2 separate regions of the Mus musculus genome follow, and region 1 is linked to region 2. A link is a contact called in public Micro-C data. All regions are on one chromosome and are shown on one strand. The core of a region is the stretch at or near the end of the contact, and the rest is flanking DNA. Distances in the headings are between cores, read along the strand shown. Region 1 holds the start of Cbr3 (carbonyl reductase 3). Region 2 holds the start of Sim2 (single-minded family bHLH transcription factor 2).

Region 1 (7,077 bases), core at 272-2,771, 400 kb after region 2:
GCTCATGTCGCGTCTCAAGAACACTCAGTTTTGATCTTCCTGTCTCAAGCTTGAATAGGGTTCCTGGAGGTTGGGAAAAGATGCTCTGGTGAGGCTGGTGTAAGACCTCAGCTTGTGTGGTGGGGCAGCTGCTGCTCAGATTTGCATACACATGGCCCACATTTAAGTATGAACCTCCAGGGCCATAATTCACCAAACCTTCCATCCGACAACGCTGAGAGTGGCTGAGGTGGTGAGCTCGCCCCTCCCCTTCCCCAAAGCCCACATGCCAGAGTTTGGAAGTGCGGGTACAAGGGTGTCTTGGCTCTCACGCAAGGCGCCTATGGGTGTCCAGGGCCAACTGGAGAGTTTTCGGCTGCACAATAGTCTCCCTCCCTCGTTAGTCTCCGGCTCTCTCAGCATTTTCAGTGAAGCTGGAATGTTTGTTTCAGTTCCAGCACATGGCAACTGGATAATTTTGCTAATTGGACATTTGTTAGAGTAAGCGATCTTGTTTTGTTTTTTTGGGTTTTTTTTCCCCTAAAGGAAGATGATTTCCAAACCGCACTTGCAAGTTTAATAACAAACCTAGTTCCCCGAGGAGGAGGGAAGCAGAGCTCGCTTCCTTTTTGCCAGAGCCTCTCAAAACGCTCCATTAAAGCGGGTAGGAAACCCACTATCGTGCCAGGGCGCTAATTGTGTCCGGGCGACCCATTTCCTGTCCTCAGCAGATATCTACTGGCATCTATGAATTCGCCCTTGTTTCACGCGAAGCGAAAGCTCCAACCCTATTTTTTTGGAAGACCCTTCTCTGAGAAAAGCCTTCGTGCGTGGGACAGAAAGCTGATGAGCTTGACAAGGCGTGGTCCCCTCCCAAGAGACCGGTTTTCTTCCAAACAGGCGCAGCTGAAAGTTCCAAGGAGGGCCTCCGGCGGAGCACAGGCCCGCACAGGCCGCCGGCCGGGTCGGGCATGGAGTGGGGTGCCTGGGCGGGCCCGCACCCGAGTCACCGCACGGGGGAACTCGCCACGCAGAGCGCGAGCCGGGTGCACCCAGGCGGGATGGCGCAGCCTCCGGATCCCAGAGGCTCACTGCCCAGCACCCTCGGAAAACCCCGGGACACCTCCTCCTGGAGCCCCACACCTACTTCTAAAGGCGATGCCCGCGTTGTTGACCAGCACGTTAAGTCCCCCGTACTCCTTGCGCAGAAAGTCGCGCAGCGCACGGATGCTCTGCGGGTCGTCGATGTCCAGCTGGTGGAAGCGTGGGCTCAGGCCCTCCGCCTGCAGCTGCTGCACCGCCGCGCGGCCCCGCGCCTCGTCCCGCGCCGTGAGCACCACGTCCCCGGAGAATTTCCGACACAGGTCACGCGTGATCGCAAAGCCGATGCCTTTGTTAGCCCCAGTTACCAGGGCCACGCGGCTGCAGGACGACATGTCAGAGGGACACACGGACCACCTGATGGCCGGGCCGGCTGGGCAGCGGGTCACGCGTGGTCAAAACCGTGGCGTAGGACTAGATTCTGGGACCCGGCGCTGCGACTGCTAGAGAGCAAGGCCTTGAGAAGCCTGTCCCTCCCCTCTGAGGAGGAGCCGTCTGTTCCCGAAGGGTCCGCCTCCTCCCGCTCGCCTGCCCGCCCGCCCGCCGGCCAGTGTAGAGATCCTGGTTCCGAGCTAAGCAGTGGTCAGGGACAAGCGCTGCTCCCAAAGGAAGGGGTCAGCAGGACTCGTGGCAGTCGGATTGAAACAACTATTTTGGGGAAACTTCAAAAGGAGGAAAACAAATGCTCCGTAATTTTCTTGGGCGAGAACCCGTCGTTCTCTGCAGAATGCAAATGTTTGCTTCTGCGGAACTCGCTCTGAGATTACTTAACACACCCCGCGGTTTGCTCAGGGACTTCAGGGAACAGTGCCTGGGAGTAGACTGAACAGGTGTGGGCGAGCCCTCGCGGCTGGAGGTCTCGGTGCGCCCCCACGTGGGAGAGAAGGCTCATGTTTATCGAACTGTTTTGAGTAGTACGGGAGTCCTCAGTGCCGGTCTTTGGTTTATTCCAAGTGTACTGGGTATGCAGATAGATCTGCATTGGTCTCAGTCTATGCGAGTCATCTCCCAAGGAGATGCTGAACCTACGAACAAAATTCCAGGCGTGTCTAAGTGTGGGCACGCAATCAGACCTCCTCCCTTCTTGGGTGGAATCGAGTCTGTGCTGATCCTACTTGGCTAGGGATTGTGAGGTTGAAGGACAATTAAGTCCTCACTCACAGTGATTCAGCGTTTCCCGAGCTGATCCGGCCAAACTGCCTTAGCCTCTTATTACGGACTCCACCTTCTGTTTCAAATGAGGTGAGGAAGGTGAGCTCTGTGGGGGCCTAGCCTGCCTGTGATGTTAACTTGAGAGGATCTAGGAGACAGACCTCTCTCTCAGCCTGTCTCTGAGGGAGTTTCTCAGTTAGGCTGACTGGGGTAGGAGGCCCACCCTAAGCTCAGTACCGTTCCAGGGACTGGGATGCTGGACTGAATGAAACGGAGAAAGTGAGCTGGGCCAAGGCTGTGGAGCTGGCTCCGTGGGTGAAGGTTATGAGGACTAGAGTTCAAATCCCCGCTCCACACAACGTGGGGCAGTGTGGCTGCTGTGTGACCCCAGAAGCAGGATTTCCGGAGGCGAGCTGATTAGCCAAGTCTGCAAGGTCTGGTTCAAGTGAGAGACCCTGCCTCAAAGAATCAGGAAGAGATGAATAGCAGAAGACATTTGTCAACCTCTGACCTCTGCATACACGGGAACCCCGCCCCCTTCCTCCCAACCCCCACACACAGTTTGACCATCTGTCTTATGCTCATGTGGTTAGGACCCCACAGTGTTGGACTCTCGAACTGTGAGCCAGGATAAACCCGCTCTTAAATCGCTTTTTCTTTGGTTATGTGATCAAGGCAGCAATGGGAGTAACATTTACAGAGTCCGGGACAACTTTTTCTGCTTTCTCTCCTAAAGACCAGTGGGGAGTTCAGAGTGTAGTTCGGTGATGGAGCACTTGCCTAGCATATCCTTGTGAATGAGAATTCCTGAGAAGAAGTTGTGCCTGGCTGTCTACAAGACTCCTGGAAGGAGTTCTGTGCCTGAAGAGACTGAAGGACAGGCTGCTGTGGGGAGACTGGGATTCTGCAGGTTCAGAGGTTAAGTATCTTGGACTAGGTTTAGCTTCTGGAACAACTTCTCCTTGTCAAATCTGAGCCAACATCTCGTGATAATAAATAAAAGCCTCTTAGATGCTACTGACGCGGTGGGACACTGGCTTCCAGCAATCCGAGAGCTAAGAATGTCCTGAGGTAGCATCTTGGGCCCACAGAACAGCTCCGTCTCACTGTACCTGCCTCTCTGCTGTGCCCATCCATGGATTTCAAAGATTCATGACATCCTCTGGGAAACTATAAAACCCTCGGGAAAGTGCTTCTGAGTTGGAACATAAATTGGGGATCCTAATTCTGTGTTTCCAGGCCGTGGTCACTCAAAATGCCCCCAGGATAAATTTCTTTAGGATCAGAGCTGAGAGCAGGTGGTGGTGGTGCATGCCTTTATTTCCAGCAATTGGAAGGCATGGGCAGGCAGATCTCTGACTTTAAGGTTGGCTTAGTCTACAAATTGAGTTCCAGGACAGCCAGGGAGGGTTACACAGAGAAACCTTGCCTGGAAAAACAAACAAGCAAAACCCCAAACCAACCAAACAAAAAGGGTGAGAGCTGTGGCTTTTATGTCAATGCCTGGGGGGAAATGGAGACCTGTGTTAAGTCCATACTCTGAGGCTGGTGAGATTGCTGTGTTGTGGACATCCAGCAGCAAGGATTTCATAGGACACCAGGACACCTCTCAAGTAGGAAGTTGTTGGTGAGGGTGTGGTTCTCTGTGATTATTAAACAAAGGGGGAAGGCACTTGTCACCAAGCCTGATGAATTGAGTTTGATCACTGAGGTCAACAAGGTAGAAGGAAAGAATTGACTCTTGCAAGTGATCTGGAACCTACACACACACACACACACACACACACACACACACACACACAGGCACACACACACACACAAGCACACAGAGACATGAAATAAAACAAAATATATATTTTTAAAGGAACATAATACTATTGTTTCTCCTCTCTCCCTCCCTCTTTCCCTCTCTCCCTTCCTCCCTCCTTCCCTCCCTCTTTCCCTCTCTCCCTTCCTCCCTCCTTCCCTCCCTCTTTCCCTCTCTCCCTTCCTCCCTCTTTCCCTCCTCCCAGTCTGTCTCCCTCCCTACTAAGACATGCACTCTTTTGCTGGCCAGCCTGACCATGAGTTCAGCTAAGGATGACCTTGAACTCCCGTCTACATCCTGCTGGAATTATAGGCACTTACCGCACACTGTTTCTGATTTTTCAAATTCTGATACAACCCCGGTGCTTTGTTTGGGAGATAGGGTCCCACTGTGTTGCCCAGGTTGGTCTTGAACTCCTGGTTCAAACAATCCTTCAGTCTCAGCCTCTAGGCGGGGTACTGGGTCCACAGGCACAGACCACCGTCTGGCTTTTCATCCTTCTCTCCCCCTAGTGAGTCTGGCAGAGATTTAACATCTTTAAAAGAAAATTTCCCAAGCAACCAACATTTACTGTTCTTGATCCTCTTTTCTCCATTTCCCCTGATTATTTTTATTTATTTTCTGATTTTTATTTCCTGTTTTTGCCCACTTTGGGCTCAATATACTCATATGTCTCTTGAACTGGAAGCCAAGGTTGCTGGTTTGAGATATTTCCTCTTTTCTAGTTCAGGCAGTATAGTTTACACGTTTCCCTTAAAGTGCTACCTGGTGGCATTTAAATATTGATTTTTGGGGTTGGGTGCTGGAACCAGAGTGCAGTGCAGACATGATTAGCTGCTGAAATACACCATCAGCTCCTTCCAACTTACCTTTTGATACCTTTTTGGACCAATGCTATTTTTTTTTAAAACTTCTTTTAATTCTAACTATTTAGTTAAGGTTCTCTGATGACCTTGCTATGAGCTTTAATAACTCTATTGAAAGCAGAGAATAAACTCTAGTGGCATCTTTTACAAACAGTATCAAACACACTGGGACATAGCAGTGCATGCCCTGTAGGTTGCCAAGGGAGGAGAATGAGGCAGGGGAGTGACTTCAGATCAAGAGTTTAAGACCAGCCTGGGCAAGTCAGTAAAGCAGTGTTTTCTTTCATTCTTTGTCCTCCCAAGTCCCGTGCTTTGCCCCCTGGTATGCTCTGGATCTTCATCCTCCTGTCTTAGTCTCCCACGTGCTGAGCTCACAAGTCTGTGCTCTCTTGCCTGGAAAAACCTGTCTCTTAAAAACAGTTACAAAAGCTGAACGATGCTAAAGCCTTTTACGTAACAATAATTATCTCAGAGAAAGGCACAGATTAGTGGAGACAGAATAATTGGAGAGCAGAGCGTGTGGGAAGACAAAGCTGCCTGATGCCAGGTGTCTTATGGAAACCTTGGCTGGCTGGGTCCCTATCTACTGAACAGTGGAGGGGAAGCTGTGGGACAGACACACAGACTTACCACGACGGTCGGACACTCTCAAATGCATGCATATTTTCCGGGTCATGATGGGTTCTTATGGTTTGATGGAATCTCCCTTTTTTGTCGTCATCCAAAACAGCGTGTTCCATCGACATGTTTTCACACCTGTGCACTGCTCTGCGCATTGTCACCTCCAAAACTCTCCTGTCACCACTCCCTTTAGTTCCTTTCTTCTCCACGTCGACAGTCCTCCTTCTGCTTCATGTCACACATACATCAGTCTGGTGTTCAAGTAAAGACAACGGGCAGCATCTGCCCTTGTACACAGTTATTTCACTTAGCACAAGGTTCTTTCTCCAGTTCTACTTATTTTCCTGCAAATGGCATAATTTCATTCTTTGTGGCTAAATAAAACTCCACTGTGTACACACCCCTCATTTTCTTTCTCCATTTGCCTTTAAGTGAGTGTCTAGACTGGTTCCTGGCTTGGCTGGTCTAAGGCCTCAGTGACCATGAAGGTGTAAGTACCCCTGTGGTATGCGGAATATTCCCAGGTGCAGTACAGACGGGTTATGTGATAATTCTGTACCTGGTGAATTTGGAGAAACACCCTACTCCCTGGAGAGTTTTTAATTAATATGATGAACGTCCTAACTTGTCTCTGTTCTCATTGAATCTATGAATCCTCTCCTCCCATCCCAGCCTCCCTGCCCCTTCCCTCTACAAGGTGGCTTACTGAAACCACATGAGTTCAGGAATCACACATTCCACCTTACCTAGAGACCTGCTGTATGTATATGAGTGCTCTATCTGCATGTACACCTGCATGCCAGCAGAGGGCATCAGATCCCATTACAGATGGTTGTGAGCCACCATGTAGTTGCTTGGAATTGAATTCAGGACCTCTGGAAGGGCAGCCAGTGCTCTTAACCGCTGAGCCACGTCTCCAGTCCAAGACCTGCTATATTTCTTAATCACAGGGTAAGAATCGAGTCTTAACCAACTAAAGTTCTCTTCTGAGACCACTGCTGCATATCTGTGGAACTGGATGTCCACAGATGGCCCTTCACCTGCACCTTAAATAGATGAGTGCCCCGATGGGTACAGGCATATTCACGAGTGAAGCCCCATGCCCCATGAGCCTGATGCCGTCTCTGCTATCTTCGGTGTGTCTCTGGGCAAGGCTCCCAATCTCTCAGTACCACAGTTTTGTTCTCTTGTAATGATTACAGTGCTGGGTGTAGTGACGGCTGTAAGTTCCTACAGTAAAAACGTTTGGGGGTTGTGGGGAGGGAAATGTGTGTCGGCCAGAACAGCTCTGGACGTTCTGCACGGGACCCGTGTCTGATTCTGCACCCAATTGGCAGCTTCCATCCACCCGGAACTTCATTGCAGGGTCTCCAGTGCCCTCTGCAGAAGTGTCCTATGTGGGCACCAGGCATGTACACGGTACACAGATATACATATACATGTACGTCTAAAGAGTTAGATTTTTAAAAAAATGCTTAGGGGACGAGGGAACGTGTGGAACCTGCTGCCACTTGGGTTGACCCCATCATTTCTTTGACATGGTGGTAGATG
Region 2 (6,404 bases), core at 1,151-3,650:
TCTCTCCTTCTCAGACCCAGGGGTCCTGACAGCAGGGAGCCAGGACCAAGAACTTTCAGCGCAGGGGGAGAAACCCCGAGGAACGTCCCTTGGGCCCAGCTGGGTATGCTTTAGGACCGCAGGGTGCTGGAGCAGGGCCCTCCCGAAGTGGGCCTGCCGGGCAGGGGCCGAGCCACCGCCTCTCGCTACCTCAGCTCCCGGGTGCTCTAAGTTCGCCGGCGCTTACTCCCGGGCCCCTCCGGACTGGAGGCTGGCACCCGCGGACCAGACAGCCGAGCTTCACCACTGTGGTGGAGGAAAATTCAGCTAAGACTCAGACAAAGTAAACACAGGCCGTGGGAGGCAGCCGCAGAGGGGGCTTACTGACCCCGCGCAACAGCACTGGTGGAGAAGCCCTGTGGCCCAGGGACACCTGTCGCCACCAGAGCAACGACTCTCCAAATCTCTGTCTTCCTTCCGCGGCGCTGGCTTTCCGAGAGGCCTGCTCTGCACTACCAGCCCTAAAGCCTGGAGGTGCTGGAGGCAACAGGCCTCGGAGCCCGGTGCTTTCTGACAATGTCAGAATCCCTCAGCCCCAGCCACAGACCCCAGACCTGATTCACTGCGGTGCCTGACCCAGCCGCCCGTCACCCGCTGGAGAGTGTCCATCCAGCAGGCCGCTATTTCCTACAAACCAGCGTCCACAGGAGAGCTGCGGCCCGGTGACAATTGCCCGCTGTAGCGCTTTCAAATCCTGAGATGTTACACTCAGGCCCACCCGCCACTTTTGAAATGATCCCTTTTCTCTTAACGGCAGCGTCCGAGCTTATCCAGTTTCTTGTCCTCCTGCCCGTATCATCGTTTCCCAGAGCAAAGGGAGGCAAGTTGGGGAAAACGATATAGGAGTCTCTCACTCGAATCTGCTCACAAACTCTCGGAGCCTCAGCGTTGGCCTGCGGTGCGCGGGCCTTCCTGTGCATTCAGCAGCTCAGAGAGGATAGAGCAGCGAGTCCTTGTCCACCAGCAGAAAAAGAGAGAAATGGAGGAGGGGGGAGCAAAAGCAGAGGCGAGAGAGAAGTAAGGAGAAGGGAAAAAATTATAATGGAGAGAGAGCAGGAGGAGGAGGAGAAGAAAGAAGAAGAAGAAGAAGAAGAAGGAGAAGGAGAAGGAGAAGGAGAAGGAGAAGGAGAAGGAGAAGAAGAAGAAGAAGAAGAAGAAGAAGAAGAAGAAGAAGAAGAAGGAGAGATAGAGAGAGAGAAAGAAAGAGAAAGAGGGAGAGAGAGAGAGAGAGAGAGAGAGAGAGAGAGAGAGAGAGAGAGAGAGAGAAGACCAGCATGGACTGGTATGGAAGGAAGGAAAGAAAGAGAAGCCAGTGAAAGGAGAGGAGGAGAGGGCCAGGAAAGAAAGGAAAGGGGGAAAGAACAACCGGAACGAACTAGCCTGCCTGTGTCAGCTTGGCAAACACTAACCCAGGAATAACGCTTGGTTTTCCCGACTCTGCCCAGAGCTTATACGTGATTGGATTGTCCCTCAGCCTTAGCTTAGGCCTGGGCCGAAGCCCCGGCGCGGCCTCCCCAGACGCGGCCACGGTAGCCAGGAGGCCGCGCGGGCTTCTCCGCGCACGGAAGCCTCCTTTCTGCAGCCGGCCGCTCAGCTCCCCCGCGCCTCGGACGCCCACCTGCAGCCTCACCTTCCGGGAAGACCGCGCGCATCTTCAGGTAGCTGGTGGTGAGTCGGATGATGGACGCTTTGTCCAGCTGCGAGGTGATGGCCGAAGGCAGCGGGAGCAGCTTGGCCAGCTCGTAAAACTCGCCATTTTCCTTCTCCCTCCTGGTTTTGGCCGCATTTTTGGACTTCTCCTTCATCGCGCCTCGGCTCTGGGCATATTAGACCTCGCTGCGCTCCAGGCCCGCGGAGTCCCGCTTGGGCTGCGGCAGCCGGAATGGGGACAGGGACGCCAGGGGTCAGGTGAGTCGGGGTGCCGGGCTCGGGCAGGTGCGGGAGACCGGCCTGGAGCACCCAACGTCTTCTGCAAGGCGCCAGCCCTGAGTCCGTCGCAAACCAGCTGCGCAGCCCCCCTCTCTGTCTGAGGCTGGAGGCTGGACCGTCCCGTGTGGACCTGATCCCAGCTCGCTCTTCCTTCTGGTCTCCAGTATCTCCCGCCTCGACCTTCCTGGGGCTGTGGTTGGCGGGCGAGCAGGCGCCGACCCTGTTTAGTCCTTAAAGGAGGGCTTGTACCCGCTGCCGCGAGGGCCCTCGGAAGGCAAGGGCGGCAGCGGCGGCGGCCGCCGCGGAGCCATGGGGCGGGAGCGGAGCGAGGTGGCAGTGGCCAGTGCCAAGCCTGAGCTCGGTGCGCTTTCCTGCCCTCCCCGGCGGTTCCGGCTTCCTTAGTCCGGTCGTCCGGAGCCCGCGATCGGTGGCGGGGCGCAGTTGCTCCGCGGTCCACGTGTGACCGAGCTGCGTTTGTTTATGGCAGACCCGCCTTCGGGCGGAGACTGGGCTGCGCGGGACCGCGGGAGGGGGGAGGGGAGGGGCCGTGGCGGGGGCGGTGAGCCTCGCCTCCGACCCCCGCCGCGGCCCGTGAGTCGCCGGCGCGCCTCCGCGTCGCCACCTCCAGGGACTGTCCCCACGAGAGACCGGCGCGCTCCCGGGGTAAGGTAAGCCGTGGTGAGTGCACGAGAAGCGTCGCGCCTACCCGCTCCGAGGTTGAGTGTCAGGGCCTGGGATCGAGGATGAGCGGCCGACGCGGTAAAGAAGGAAGGAGGGAGGGCTGCAGTGCTGGTTTCCACGGAGGCTCCGGGCAGGTCACCCGCGGGCGCGGCCCAGAAAAGGCGGCGCTAACAGCTGGCTAAGTGCCCGGCGACGGGGTGGCAATCCTGGTCTCACACTTGCACCTTCCTTGGGTGGCCGATCCGCGAGTCTAAAGGGGTGGCCCGAGGAAAAATTACTCCTTTCCCCTCCACTCATCCACACGCACGCGTGCACGACGCCTTCCAGGAGAGAGAGAGAGAGAGAGGGAGAGAGAGAGAGAGAGAGAGAGAGAGAGAGAGAGAGAGAGAGAGAGAGAGAGAACACGGGGTGGGCCAGAGGGCACGCGGGAGCGCTGAACCCAAGGGGCGCTAGCGGCAACAGGGCAATCGACTTTGGGCCAAAGCTTCAGGTCGACAATAATAGAGCCTTGGTAACCGGGAACGCTGATGCGACCCTCAGAAGTGGAGCAGAGGTAGCTGGCGAAGGGAGATTCAGTCACTGAGTGCAAGCATTCTCCCACTGCGCCACACTAGGTTAAATAATCTTGTGTCTTCCCTGCTGCTGAGGCCCGGATAGATGCCGGCACTACAGTCCCCTCGGGCGCTCAGGCGGTCGCGGTCGCCCGAACCCATCCACACTCCTCTTTGGAGCCTAAATCTTCCGACGCGGGTCAGATGCCATTTCCCAGGCGTCTTGGATCCCAGACAGAGACGCAGAGAGGTCTCAGCGCAGTTCTTTTTGTCGTCGTGGACCCCGTGGCTCGCTTGGTGGCTGTAAAGTTATAGGATGCAGAGAGTCTGACCTTGGAAACCCAGTGCCCGACACGGGATTTCCATATCCTGGCCACTGCTCCATTCCTCTCCCTCCAGTCCTCTTCCAAGCCCGAGAAAAGCTTGCAGGCCGACCAGCTCCTGGTCCTGCAGACTTCCCCACCCGCGCCGGGGGAGCTGGGCCTCCTAACCACTCGCGTGAAGCAGATTCTTCTGTCTTTTCTGGGTCCCCATTTGAAAACCCGAAGTTCGAAGGCCTTCGAGGAGTTGTAGACTGTCGTGGGGCTTCGGGCGGTTCACAAACCCCGGCCCTTCGCGCCTTAATTAAAAAAAAAAAAAAAAAAAAAAAACAAAACGGAAAAAACCGGTGCGCCAGGTGGCGTGAAGTCGCACCAGGCGGGAGCACGGAGGTGCTCACGCTTCGCGCTTGAGTTTGGAGCTCAAGTTTGGAGTTTGCTTTGAGTTTGGAGCTGGGTTCTGCGCTTGCAGGATTTTCTGGGTCCTGCAGTAGTACGGTGCACGTGTACGGAGCACGTTTGCCGGTGGTGCGGGTACCCAATGCCCAGACCTGCAGCCCTTGTCGGGAGTTCGGTGGGGCACTGTGCCTTTAGCCGCTCCGGGCAAGTAAGGGCTGCGGAGCCACCCTGCTACGGCGGACCCACTCTGGCGCCGCTTCGCAGACCTCCGAGGAATGAGCCCTGCACTCTGCAGATACATAGGGTTTAACGCTTCTCCCACGCCCCAGATTCCCGACCCTCAATTATGGACTCCCGAGAATTCCTCCCCGGCTTGAAAGGGATTACCCAGATCATAGAAACATGGCTAAGTGGAGGTGAGAGAAACCCGGCAAGCAACAAGAATTGAAACTTCTCAACGAATTTCCCAGTTTGTAACAGGAAAGCGCATCTGAACTCTTGCGACTGGATTTTCGCAGTGGAGGCCGTTTTGACTTTAGGGAGGAGATGGCAAACGCTATTGAAGTGGGTATGGGGTAGCTCCAGGCCCAGCAGACAGGCTCCACATAAGTCCTTCTCCAAACATCAAACATTGGTTAACACCACACTTCCCCAGAACTAGGGTCCCCAGCGCCACCGTCTAAAGTCCAAGTCTCTGGGCGGGTATCTCAGTACTAGAGGATTTGCAGCTAGGAAGGAGTTTAAGTCTATGTGGAATAATGAAGATGGGTCCCTGTAGTCGGGAGTTGGAGCATGGGGTTTTCAGGGCAAGGCTCCAGACATCCAGTCTATTATTGCGAGACAGAATTAATTCAGCAGCTCCGTTTGACATGGAAAAGAGGAGAGAGAGAGAGAGAGAGAGAGAGAGACAGAGAGAGAGAGAGAGACAGAGAGAGAGAGAGACAGAGACAGAGAGAGACAGAGAGAGACAGAGAGAGACAGAGAGAGACAGAGAAGGAAGAGGAGGAGGAGGAGGAGGAGGAGAATATGTTGTATGCATGGGTATATGTAGGTCACGAGGAATCCTTATTTCAGCAAGACCATGGGCACGTGAGGCCCAGCCTGCCCGTCTGTCTCCATTCCATTTCTCAGTGCTGACATTATAGAACCCCTGATCCCTCTTCCCTCTTTACATGGGTTCTGGGGATTCAAACCCAGATCCTCATGTTGTGTAGTTGGTATTTTACTTACTGAGGCACCGTGCCAGACCCTGAACAAGTTTTAATTGGCGCTGACCATAGTTTAGTACATCTATTACTTGTCTCTGACTCCAGGACTGGAGAAAGGGTCTGCTCACTGAAGCTAAAGCTAAGCAGCAAACATCAGCACCAGCCTTGGGCCCTGGGAAAGAGGCAGAGCTGAAGAGACCCTAGGATCTCGGGTACCACTTATAAATTACTGGCTGGTAGGAGCCTGCAGAGGGAAGGTGTGAAGAAGTGACCCACTGATCCTGCTGGCTGGGCACCCAGCTCTCAATCTGCACCAGAAGCCCAGCCCACCAGCCCCACCTCTTAGAAATTTTCCATTAGGAAAACTAATCTGGATGAAATTTGGGCCCCAAGAAGAAAGGGGGTGGGGCCAGGCTGCCCCACATCTGTTTGAATTTTCCGCTTCAGATGTTTGGGTCTGTTCTTGCCAAGCTGCTCACCCTGTGCCTACCTGAGCCCATCCCCAGCAGAAACCAACTTTCCGGTAGATCAAGGCCCCCACAGATGTTTCTCCCAGGATAGGCTCCGAGAAAGCTGGTGCTATAAAAGCAGATCAGAGATCAGAGATCTAGCCACCACCAAGGTGTGTGTGAAGGGGGAGAGCCCTCCAGTTCCTGGCTGTCTCCAGCCTCTAAGTGAAATTTAAGAGCTTCAACCTCCTGAGCTATGGGAGGAAACAGAAAATCTTGAATCCTTGGAGATTGGAAACATTCATTTCTACGCCATTATCTGCACAGGCAATCGGTGGGATGTGCGCTGTGCGCTTACTTCAGCAAGCCTTATTCCCACCCAGCTTCACAGATCCAACTGTCTCTAACTGGAAGTCTTTTCTGGTATGAACTGCCCAAAAGAATACTACACTCTCCTGCCCTCACTCCCTTCCATGTATAAGTTACACATACTCCCCTTGGGGTCATTGTTATTCCAACACAGTTACAATGTTAACAAACACATTGTTTAAAATATAATTACAGGTAGTCAGAGCAATTTCAGAATAATTTGTTCTGGCAGAGGTCATGACAGTAACAGCCTGCCTCTTCCTTCTTAAGTTGTACAGAATCTCCCCTCCTCCCTCCTACTCTCCTCCAGCTGGAAGTTACTCCTCTGGAGAAAGTGTTTGATTTAGCTTGGTCTAGGCATTTAACTGAGCCCAGTAATGGGACATATCTATCTTCTTTTTTTCTTTTTTTTTTCTTTTTTTTATTTATTACATGTAAGTACACTGTAGCTGTCTTCAGACA

The links. A called contact is a pair of places that touch in the nucleus more often than the background predicts.
Region 1: a Micro-C map of B cells shows a contact between it and region 2, with 9 times the contacts expected there. The contact joins the promoter of Cbr3 here to the promoter of Sim2 in region 2. A contact is called at or near these places in 7 of 39 promoter capture datasets (cranial neural crest, embryonic stem cells, hippocampal neurons and 4 more), 6 of 484 Hi-C or Micro-C datasets (B cells and embryonic stem cells) and 1 of 115 datasets of contacts at active chromatin or transcription factors (memory CD8 T cells).

The regions. Positions count from the first base shown.
Region 1 is chr16:93,677,663-93,684,739 of GRCm38.p6, reverse strand. Cbr3 (carbonyl reductase 3) reads right to left here and starts at 1,521. Exons shown (of 3, transcript NM_173047.3): 1 at 1,127-1,521. The coding sequence starts at 1,415.
Region 2 is chr16:94,081,256-94,087,659 of GRCm38.p6, reverse strand. It overlaps Sim2 (single-minded family bHLH transcription factor 2), which reads right to left and starts at 2,400. Exons shown (of 11, transcript NM_011377.2): 1 at 1,670-2,400. The coding sequence starts at 1,844. It overlaps Gm31175 (a long non-coding RNA gene), which reads left to right and starts at 2,516. Exons shown (of 6, transcript XR_876272.2): 1 at 2,516-2,636.